2 separate regions of the Mus musculus genome follow, and region 2 is linked to region 1. Evidence: chromatin contacts called from public HiChIP or PLAC-seq data. All regions are on one chromosome and are shown on one strand. Each heading gives the region's core, a stretch centred on a gene start, on an enhancer-like site or on the middle of the called end of the contact. The rest is flanking DNA. Distances are from core to core; before and after follow the strand shown.

Region 1 (5,377 bases), core at 856-3,355:
GGGGATAAGCTTACAGAATTTGGTTTGTACTTGTATTCAAGTTAAAGTCACATCCCCTCGCCCTCCCAGAAAAGACCGTTGCAAGCAGGCCCATTTTCCATATTTTTTACTCAAATGTTACTTATGGTGATAGACATTTAAATCGAGCAAGTCATTTGTAAAGTACTGTCTAAGCACAAATGTATGTGTAAACTGTGTCAAGCCCTGATCTCTCCTGTCCACTGCTCTTTGTTCCGAAGCACATGCCTGACCGCGAAAAGTTGATGTAAAACGTGTCACACGCCCAGTCATGTTGGAGAGAACATGTTCCACCCTCAGTCCCCTCACCCTACACATACAAGTTCAACACCACCCAAAGCAGCTGCGGTGGCTTGCGGGACCTAACACTGTCCTTCGGATGTGTTTTACAAGCATAACTTCTGTAAAAGACAAAAACACGTTGAAGTTCCATTGTGCCCCTGGCCCACTTTTGGTCCCTGAAGTACTTTGTTAGGGAAGTCTTTCTCACTCAAGCCTAGTCCTTCCAAAGGAGCCGGTTCCCTCTTTGTGTTCTCAGGGGAGATGATGTCCATCTGCACGTGCAAGCGGCAGTTTGTCAGGCCGCTTGCTTTATTCCTTTAGATGTATTCACAGTTGTAACTGCCATGCAGTGGTGGTCTGATGTAAAATCAGCTCTTTGAGGAAGACATTTCCAGAATGTACAGAATTCCTGCACAAAACGTCTAAAGCACGAACGTAACACACTATCCAGTGCGCTGGGTCAGCTGGACAAAACATCTGAAGGTTCTCATCTCGTGTAAAGTTCCACCAGGAGCTCAGAGCAGAAGCAGGGTCAGCTGATAACCCTTCCATTCCACATGGTTAGAATTTCTAAGTTATGAAAGAACACTTAAACTTTAAAAATAAAATGTTAGGAAATGGGATTCCTTTTGGGAATGAAAATTTAGCAGTCATTTTTCTGAATGTGAAAATATTTCCTCCAAACATTTAAAAAAGCTCTCAGGCATATTCCTGCAAGGGTTCATTTGTTGTTGTTTTTTTGTTTTGTTTTGTTTTTTGTTTTTTTGGCAAAGGAGTCCCAATATTAAGTTAAATGTGTTTAGGTATTCCATATTTTTGAAATGTCACAGTAGTACCTTTTTTTTTCTCCCTAAACTGATGTACCAGTTAATAATGAAATTAATGGATGTTGCAAAAGCAAAAGAAAAGGGTGTCACTGGGAATCCCTGATTTTAACAGCAAAGCTTATACATACTTTGTAAGCTTGGAAGTTTTTGTTTCCTCTGGATGAAAGATTTCATTTGAAAGTAAGTCAAAATCTCCCAGTAGGAGCAGAATGGGCTTTGACCCTGTAGTTACTCCAAGGTAGAGTCCCTAGCTCCCAATTCTCCAGTTGCTCCACCAAAGAGGAAAGAGCGCATTCAGCATGTGCAGGCTTTCTCACTCCTAGTCTGTCTCTAAGCACTTTTCCTTCATGTACTGTAAGGTTGACATCTTTGATTTTTGACAAGACAGACCTTTCTGGAAGTAAAGGTAGCTAGCAGTTTTAGAAAGTCATCCTTGTGGTTTTTCCTTATCCAAAAAGACCTATGCTAAAGGGAATTTGTTTGGGAAGGCAGGCTGTCCTGGCTGCTCTGCCTGGTGAAAGTGTGGCTCTTGGATTTGTTTCTATATAGCTGAACCCTGGGACAGATTTCTAGGCGCTGGCTCTGCCTCCACTCCAGCCCATCGCTCCTCCCTAAGGCTGTCAGAACCAGGTCAGAGTCTTCACTTGGTTTTGTAGAGGGGCTGGGGAGGCTTGGGCACTGTTGAGCCCCCAGAAACCTTTTTCATGGAGGTAAGGATTAGGGATCCATTTGTGAATACCTCTGTTGAAAGTCACTGATTAAACTGTCTCAAGGTCTCTGGATAGCTTTAGGTCAAACCAAATTCAGGGAACCTACTCATGGTCTCTGTGGATGGACTTTTTTAGTAGTACCAGAGTGCTGATTCTGCCTGCCTGCCATGGCATCTGAAGTGAGACGATGGCTTGAGTTGAGCCTGGCCCATGGCTGTGCCTCACCAGTGCTGGGGTGCACAACAGGCAAACAGGAAGGTTGCAGCTTTCTGGCAGTTACTTGCTGACTTTTGAAGGCCTGGGAGGAGCAGCCTGCTCTTTGGCAGTGGTAATGGAGGAAATGGTCTGGAGTCAGTTACATAATTAAGGCCTCATAGACTATGGCAAGCTGCCTGTTTGGATAAGTTAAGGCAAACTTTCCAGCTCTGGCTTTCCAAGTTTTGAGCCTCATCTGCTATAAAGCTCTGTTGCGTCTGAATGCTGTAGATACACTGCTAGAAACAGTGCAGCAATTCATATTGTGTTAGTGCTGTGCGGTGAGGTGGAGTGGTTTCAAAATCAATTTCAGGCACGTTGCACATTGAGATAATTCTTGAGCTGATGTGATAGAAATGAAGACACGACCTCTTGGTTGGTGCTAGTTACAGCTACATCATCATAGAGATAATTTTTCATTAGGATTGGAGGCTGTCTGCTAGGAGTAAGTAGCTTGTTTCTCCTGGCCACATTGCTCCTCCCAATAGAGAATTACTCTCATTTTCCCTGCTTCGGTTTTGTTGATTGGTGACTCAGCTCCCTGTTTGTCAGGCAAGTGGTGACATCTCTGAACGCTGGAGATAGCAACAGGATGTGAAGGAAGGGTGTGGGTATGTGAAAGCAGCTACTGCTGTCCAGGGCTGGTGCCCTCCAGCACCAATGCCCACTCCTCAGGGTTACCACAGTCCAATGGGTGCTACAGAGCACCCACACAGTGGCTGCCGCTCAGTGCCTCTGTCCTTACTGGGAGAAATTCTAAATAGAACACTGGCTGTTCCGTGTGTAAACAGAAGCAGGATGTGTCTGACTGACGGAAGTAGGCCTCTCGGGTGCTGGGCAGCTTTCTTAAAGGGAGCTGGTGGGGACTAAAGTCCATGGAAGCCATCTTGTGACACTTCTTGTTTCACAGTGTTTGGTATAGATGCTGAAATGGTCCAGCTGTCTTGAGCCAATGCCCAGTGTACCGGCATGCATTTGGTTTTGCAATTAGAATGGAGTGAGTCAGCATTCCAAGCTGAGGTTGGCCCCCTGAGAACCAGGAAGTTAGGGATCCAAAGCCAACCCCACTCCTACTCCCCTTTGCTCTGCTTCAGCCAACCCTTGGCCTGAATCTCTGCGGGCCAGGCCTGTTAGACTCCAGGATCTCGCACCCCTTGTAATTTGACTGAGTCCCTATGTTTGTTGAGCAGCTAGGTTTGTCCTGCCCTTGGCTTGGAACAGAAATGTTTCATATTTCTGTTTTGGTTTGGATACTAGGGCAGGAACCCTAGGCCCTGCACTTGTTCGATGGTTTGTGTTTGTGAGGCAAGGTCTCACAGTGTAATACACATTGGCCTCCAACTCGTTTGTTTGTTTGTTTGTTTGTTTGTTTAAAAGACTTAAAAGAGAGGGTCTCACATAGCTGGTCTTCTATCCCAGACTGGGTAGCTCACCAAGCTGAGGCAGCTCACCTTCTGCCTCTGCCTGCTAAGTCCTGCAAGTACAGCTGTGTGTCCCTGTGTCCTTTGGCTTTTTTTTTTTTTTTTTTAAATGGAGTCAGGCATGTTCTGCCTTTTTTTTTTAAACATTTTTTTAAAGATTTATTTATTTATTATATGTAAGTACACTGTAGCTGTCTTCAGACACACCAGAAGAGGGAGTCAGATCTCATTACAGATGGTTGTGAGCCACCATGTGGTTGCTGGGGTTTGAACTCAGGACCTTCAGAAGAGCAGTCAGTGCTCTTAACCACTGTGCCATCTCTCCAGCCCTCCTTTGGCTTTTAAGGTTAGGTCTGAGTTTGTACTACAGCTGTTACCTTTATAAGTAGAAAAGCCAAAGGATAACCATCAGGCCCTGGTGTGGCTTCCCACACCAGCTCCTTAACCTGAGCATTTGCTGGGAAATCAGCAAAAAGATTGAGTCACAGAAAGTGCTCCATGTGCCGTATGGGCCGTATGTGACAGATGCTATTTCTTCCCAGTGTGCCATCCTGAGTCTGCACAGTACTTCAGTACTTCCACTCCCCACCCGCCCTGTACTCTCCTTGGTTATTTTTAAAGTGTGTGTTGACATGTGTACATCAGTTCAGGTGTTCCCAGAGGCTAGAAGCAGTAGAACCCCTGGAACTGAAGTTATACCTGGGGTCTAGAAACTGCTCTTAAATGCTGAGCCATCCCTTCAGTCTCTCTCTCTCTCTCTCTCTCTCTCTCTCTCTCTTTTTTAATTGAGATGGGCTCTCATTCTGCAGTCCAGGTTGGCCTTAAACTTGAAGAAGTCTTTCTTCCACCTCTCAAGTACAATGTGCTATAGTACTTTTGTTGTTGTTTTGACTCTGGTTCTCAACTTGCTATAAAGATCAGGCTGACCTCAAACTCAGAGGGAATCTGCCTGCCTCTGCCTCCTGAGGTTGCAATTAAAGACAACCACCATACTCACCGGGTTCAGTACTTTTCATACTGATAAGCTCATTATGGGTTATGAAATCCATGTATTGATATGTCTGCATATTAGATAAACATCAGAAGAGGGTAGAAAATGTAATCAAATGAAACAGAATGTAAAGGAGGTATAGATCAAAGGCAGTTAGTTTGAGCCTGGTCTGATGATTAACCCTAGAGTCCTACCTTCCCCAGAGGCTGAGGCAGGCTCATGGGCAGCCTGGGTAATTTAGCTAGATCCTGTCGAGATAGAAATAGAAAATAGTACTGACTGGGTATGTGTGCATCAGTGGTGTTTTGTTTGCCTGGTATGTAAGAAGCCCTAGCTTTCATTCCCAGCCCCAGTACTGCAAACAGAAGTGAAAAAGAAAAGAAATTTGAAAGCTGCTTTTCTAGCCTACGACTCTGCAGACTATTGCCTTTGTCCCAAGTCAGTTTTTGTAGGCTGAATTTTTCTGTATAACCATGCTAGTTTTATCCTTAAGTAGCAACAGAACTGAGAAATTGAGACAGGGACCATGTGGACTGTGAAAAAATGACAGCATATACTTGGGGCCCTTGACCAGGTGTGCTGGCCTTTGTACAATGTGGCCATAGCATGCTTATGCGGGAGTGGCTGGGGAGTGTAGGTGTCCTGTATACAGTTGGGGAGTGTAGGTATCCTGTATACAGTTGGTCTTGCAGAGGTGAACACTGCCAGCCTCTCAGTCTTCAGAGGTTCCGTCATCCTTGTATTCTACTCCCGAGCATATAGAGACCCAGGCCCAGGCTTTTACAAAATGGATGGATAGGTTTTTCCTTTTTGAGGGCTGGGGGTTGAACTAAATGAAGAGTGTACTAGACAAGTGCTTTACCGCAGAGCTGC
Region 2 (5,064 bases), core at 336-2,835, 360 kb after region 1:
TCTCTCTCTCTCTCTCTGTTTCTCTCCAGCATTCAATGCATCTGAGACTGGCTTTGAACTTCCGACCCTCCTTCCTCTGCTGCTTCTTTCCCTATCATGGCAGTGACCCCTACAACAGATGGTCTTCTCAACCATCCCTTTTGTTTCCAGCCTTCCCGTAGGATGAGTAGGATGCAAGCTCTGCTTTCTCTCTTGGTAAGTTGCCTGAGGAGAGCGGAAGTCAGGCCACAGAGGTGAAATGTGCAGAAGCAATCATGGTAGGCCAGTAGGTGGGGAGGGAGGTGTGGCAGGGGAAACAGTGTTTGCTAAGAGGCTCAGGACGGAGGGGGCGGGGGGAGGGGAGGTGATGAGGACCACGCCCAGCTGGGGAGGGAGGTCTGGTTGACAGAAGGACAAGGAGCAGACTGGAAAGCAGAAGAAATCTGGGCTTGGTAGTGCGTGTTGGTTACCCTAAGCCCTTGGGACTCTGGGGTGAGAGAATGGTTTCAAATCTGAAGCCAACCTCGATGCCACAAGACGTTTTCTCTGAAAAGAGCTGGGGATGGTGGTGGTGCACGCCTTTAATCTCAGCACTAGAGAGGCAGAGGCAGACAAATTTCGAGGCCAGCCTGGTCTACAAAGTGAGTTCCAGGACAGCCAGGGCTACGCAGAGAAACCCTGTCTCAAAAAACCAAAAAAAAAAAAAAAAAAAAAAAAAAAAAAAAAAGAGCTGGGAATGCAGCTTAGTTGGTAGAGCACTTGCTTGGTGTGCAGGAAATCCTGTGTGTGTGTGTTGGGGGGCGGGGGGCGGCAATAATTTTTTGATAAATAAGTCTCATTATGTACTTCTGGCTCTCCTGGAACTCAGCACAAACCTGGCTGAACAGAGATCCAGCTGCATGTCTGTTTCCACCCCTACCCCCAGAAAAGCTTTGCGAAAGAAAGTGGGGGAAGGAGGAAGGCGGGAGGAAGAAAGGTTAGACAGAGCAGGGAGGAAAAGTTGGAAGGGTAGGAGCCACGGAGAAGGGCATGCTGGGAAAGCTGAGGGGTGCTGTGGGCCAGGGCCCCCATCGCACACCCTGGGGCACGCACAGCTTTCACCCACACAGGACACTTGGAGGCGGCTGGAATGTTAGGGGATCTTTTTACTCTGGGATGGAGGGGGATCTGTATGCCCTTTTGAGAGACTTCAGCCGTTTCCAGAGGCACAGCCTGAGGGACAGCCCTTGCTCCCCAGAGCCTTCTATGGGCTGCTTGGAGAACATTCCATTACAGGACCTTCTGGAACAAGTTGAGGAAGCTTGGCAGCCTCCACTGCCCTCGAGGCGGGGTCATTCTTTGCTCCAGCCGCCCCCTCCTTCTTCAGGACTCTCTCTCTCTCTCTCTCTCTCTCTCTCTCTCTCTCTCTCTCTCTCTCTCTCTCTCTCTCTCTCTCTCTCCCCCCCCCCCTTCTATTCTCTGACAGGACCCCTTAGGCTGGTACTTTTATAGAACACTTTAATAGAACACATGGGAATTGATCATTGAAGGCACATGGCCTGCACCGGACAGGAAGAGGTAGTGAAATTCCACCTCTCTCTCTCTTTCCCTTCTTCCGTGCCCTGAGGCTCTTCCCAGGAGGTACCCCAGCCTGTTTTATCCCATCCTCAAAGGCTCTCTTGGGAGGACTCCAGGCTCCAGCTGGATAGGCTGTGGGCTAGAGGTTGAGGCTCTGAAGTGCCCACATCAGAGACCCCCAGCAGGCTGGGCCTCCCTGCAGGAAGCTCAGAGGGCCACCGGTAGGGAAGGGCAGAGCCTGCATACCTGGATCAGGCCTAGTCCAGGGTCCCAGCGCCTGTGTTTGTTCTCAAAGTAGACATTATGTAAGCACACGCAGAGAAAGTTCTACTTAGGACACTCACAGGCCCTAAAGCTCACCGTTTTCTTACTTAAGAGTGGATTCCTGGGTTGGAGAGATGGCTCAGCAGTTAAGAACACTTGCTGCTCTTACAGAGGACCAGCGCCTACACAGCAGCTCACAACCGTCTATCAGTAATTCCAGTTCTAGGGGATCTAACAAAACACCCACCACACAAAATAAAATAAGGATCTTTTCCTTCCATCTCTTCTCTTCTCTTCTCTTCTCTTCTCTTCTCTTCTCTTCTCTTCTCTTCTCTTCTCTTCTCTTCTCTTCTCTCCTCTCCTCTCCTCTCCTCTCCTCTCCTCTCCTCTCCTCTCCTCTCCTCTCCTCTCTTCTCCTCTCCCCTCCTCTTTTCTTTTTTTTCCTCTTCTTTTTCTTCAAGACAGGGTTTCTCTGTATAGCCCTGGCTGTTCTGAAACTAGCTATGTAGACCAAGCTGGCCTTGAACTCACTGAGATCCACATACCTCTAACTCCCGAGCTGGGATTAAAGGTATGCCTTAGCACTACCTGGCTAAAATAAATAACTTTAATTAAATTAAAATAAATAAAATAAAAAGGGTGCATTTGAGTCAGACATGGTGGCATACATACGTCTGCTATACCAGTAGTTGGGAGGTTGAAGCAGGAGAATCAGGAGTTCAAAGCCAATCTTGGTGCCATAAGTTCCTGATTTAAACACAATATGGGCTGGCAAGGTGGTTTATTGAGTAAAGGCAATAGATCCCAAGGCTGATGACCTGTTTGATCCTCATGGTGGAAGGAAAGAACCAGTCTGAACAAGTTGTCCTTAGACCTCAGTCTTCACAGAAAGCTAACCTCACCTTCACACAGCCTTGGGTCCAATAAGTAGGTGTAGTGGATAGTGGTTGTGGTGGTTTGAATATGCTTGGCCCAGGGAGTGGCACTATTAGGAGGTGTGGCCTTGTTGGAGGAAGTGTGTCACTATGGGCATGGGTTTTGAGACCCTCCTCCTAGCTGCCTGGAAGTCAGTAGTCTTCTATTTGCCTTTGGAACAAGATGTAGAACTCTCAGCTCCTCCAGTACCATGCCTGCTCAGACGCTGCCATGTTTCCTGCCATGAGGATAATGGGCTGAACCTCTGAACCTGTAAGCCAGCCCCAGTTAAATGTTGTTTTTATAAGAGTTGCCACTGGGTGGTGGTGGCGCACGCCTTTAATCCCAGCACTTGGGAGGCAGAGGCAGGTGGATTTCTGAGTTTGAGGCCAGCCTGGTCTACAAAGTGAGTTCCAGGACAGCCAGGGCTGTACAGACAAACCCTGTCTTGCAAAGCAAAAAAACAAACAAACAAACAAACAAAAAACAAAAAAGGAGTTGCCTTGGTCACAGTGTCTCTTCACAGCAGTGGAAACTCTAAGATAGCTTTTTAAACCTTTATCCTGGCACTTGGAGATGAACTCCAAATTATCGCAGGATCAAAGCCAACCTCAGTCACTAGAGGGAGGTTGAGGCCCCCTGAGAACCTGCCTCAAAGCAACAGGAACAACAGCAATGATCCCTGTTTATCCACTGCCTTGAGAAGGAGAGCGTGGTGGTGCACACCTACAATCTCAGCACTCACTTGGCAGAGGCAGGAGTATGGCCGTAAGTTCATAGTTAGACTGGTCGGCAGCCAGGGCTACATAACACAACAAAGGGGGGGAAAAAACCAACGAGCTTGTGAAATTCCTGAAAGTTTAGCAATACACTCTAGAGAACTGAGGATGGATCCACCCAGCACAAGCCGAGACACCAACAGACAGAACTCCAGGATGAAGAAGCAAACGCCAACCGTTTTTATTTTGTTTTCAGGATTAAACTCAGGGTCTTATGCAAGCCAGGCAAGCATTTTTATTTTTATTTTTTTATCACCCATCTATATTCTCAGCCCCCATCAAATGATCAAGTGGCCCTAGGATTGTGTCCTGATTCTTCACCCACAGTGCACTGCTTCTGGCCTTTCCTGTCCAGAGCCTTTGCTCCTGACCATGGGCCATGTGCCCATCCTTACCCCAGATAACCCCATGGCTCTCTTCCTTGTGGCCTTTGTTCATATGACACCTTTGATTAAGCTTTTTCTAAGTAGTTTGTAAAGCAAACCTCAGATTTACACCCCAACTCCTGTCTTATGAGTAACACTGCTCTGAGCCAGGTCTTGGGGCACACATCTGTAACCCCAGCATTCTGGAGGCAGGAAGTCAGCCTAGCCTACATGAGACCCTGTCTCCAAAAAAATAGAGAGAGAAGAAAATAAAAAGAAGAACCCATTCTTCTGGTCACCTGATCTACAAATCCAACTCTGTGTGTGTGCGTGCATGCATGTGTGTCTATGTGAGTATGTATGCATGTATGTATGTGTGTATATATGTATTGTGTTTAAGTGTCTGTGTATGTTTGCATGTTTGTATATGTGAGTGTGTGCAGGTGTGAATGTATGTATGTGTGTGTGTCTGTGTGTGTAAATGAGTGTGTACTATAAGGACTGAAGCCAACGCTTCTCAGAAATGCTAGTGCGACAGAGTATTGCTACATAGCATAGCTGGCCTTAATCGCAACGAAATCCTCCCGCGTCAGCCTCTTCACATTTCAATTTATGATATGTGGTGATGGAACCCAGAGCTTCCTGCATGCTAGACAGGTAGGCACTCTACAAACTAAGCCCATTCCCAGAACTCGTGTGTGTGTTTTAATTGTTGATTAAAATTTTTTATTATATTTTCTTACTTGTACATGTGTGTATGTTCAGTTACATGCATGCCCATGTAACTGCCCCACCCCATGCACATATGGGCAGCATTAACTAGACTTAGTTATATTTTAAAAAAAAAGATAAATTTGGGAGGGAGACATGGGCAAAGTTGGAGGGGGAAATGGGGTAGATATGATCTTATTTCAATCTATACATGTATGAAATTGTCAAAAATAAAAAAGTCTTTAATTTTAATTTTAATTATGTGGGAAGTGAGGGTGAGTAGGTGCACGTGAGCACAGGTAGCCAAGGATATCCCTGACCCTCAGGAGCTAGAGTCACAGGCAACTGTGTCTCATCTGATGTGGATTCTGGGAATCACTCTCAGATTCTTTGCAAGAGTGCTCTTAACTGCTGAGCCGGCTCTCCATTCCCACTGCGATGGAGTGGCTTCAATTAAGTGGCTTCAATCCATTTTTTAAAATGTATTATTTATT

What was found. HiChIP or PLAC-seq counts read pairs in DNA pulled down with a chosen protein or histone mark.
Region 2: a contact with region 1 is called in an H3K27ac HiChIP or PLAC-seq map of heart atrium, with 6 read pairs. The contact joins two enhancer-like sites. A contact is called at or near these places in 2 of 39 promoter capture datasets (the 3T3-L1 cell line and 3T3-L1-derived adipocytes) and 3 of 115 datasets of contacts at active chromatin or transcription factors (bone marrow-derived dendritic cells, bone marrow-derived macrophages and heart atrium).

Annotation. Positions count from the first base shown.
Region 1 is chr7:16,403,111-16,408,487 of GRCm38.p6, forward strand. All of the region lies in intron 1 of Zc3h4 (zinc finger CCCH-type containing 4), which reads left to right. Among named protein-coding and RNA genes, the nearest start is that of Zc3h4, 4.6 kb to the left of the region's middle. Within about 2 kb of position 2,106, at least 274 of the 459 cell types and tissues checked have an H3K27ac peak or open chromatin away from gene starts, as enhancers often do. A contact at or near this core is called in 3T3-L1-derived adipocytes and heart atrium, where this site is marked.
Region 2 is chr7:16,760,151-16,765,214 of GRCm38.p6, forward strand. No RefSeq gene overlaps it. Among named protein-coding and RNA genes, the nearest start is that of Slc1a5, 19 kb to the right of the region's middle. Within about 2 kb of position 1,586, at least 73 of the 459 cell types and tissues checked have an H3K27ac peak or open chromatin away from gene starts, as enhancers often do. A contact at or near this core is called in 3T3-L1-derived adipocytes and heart atrium, where this site is marked.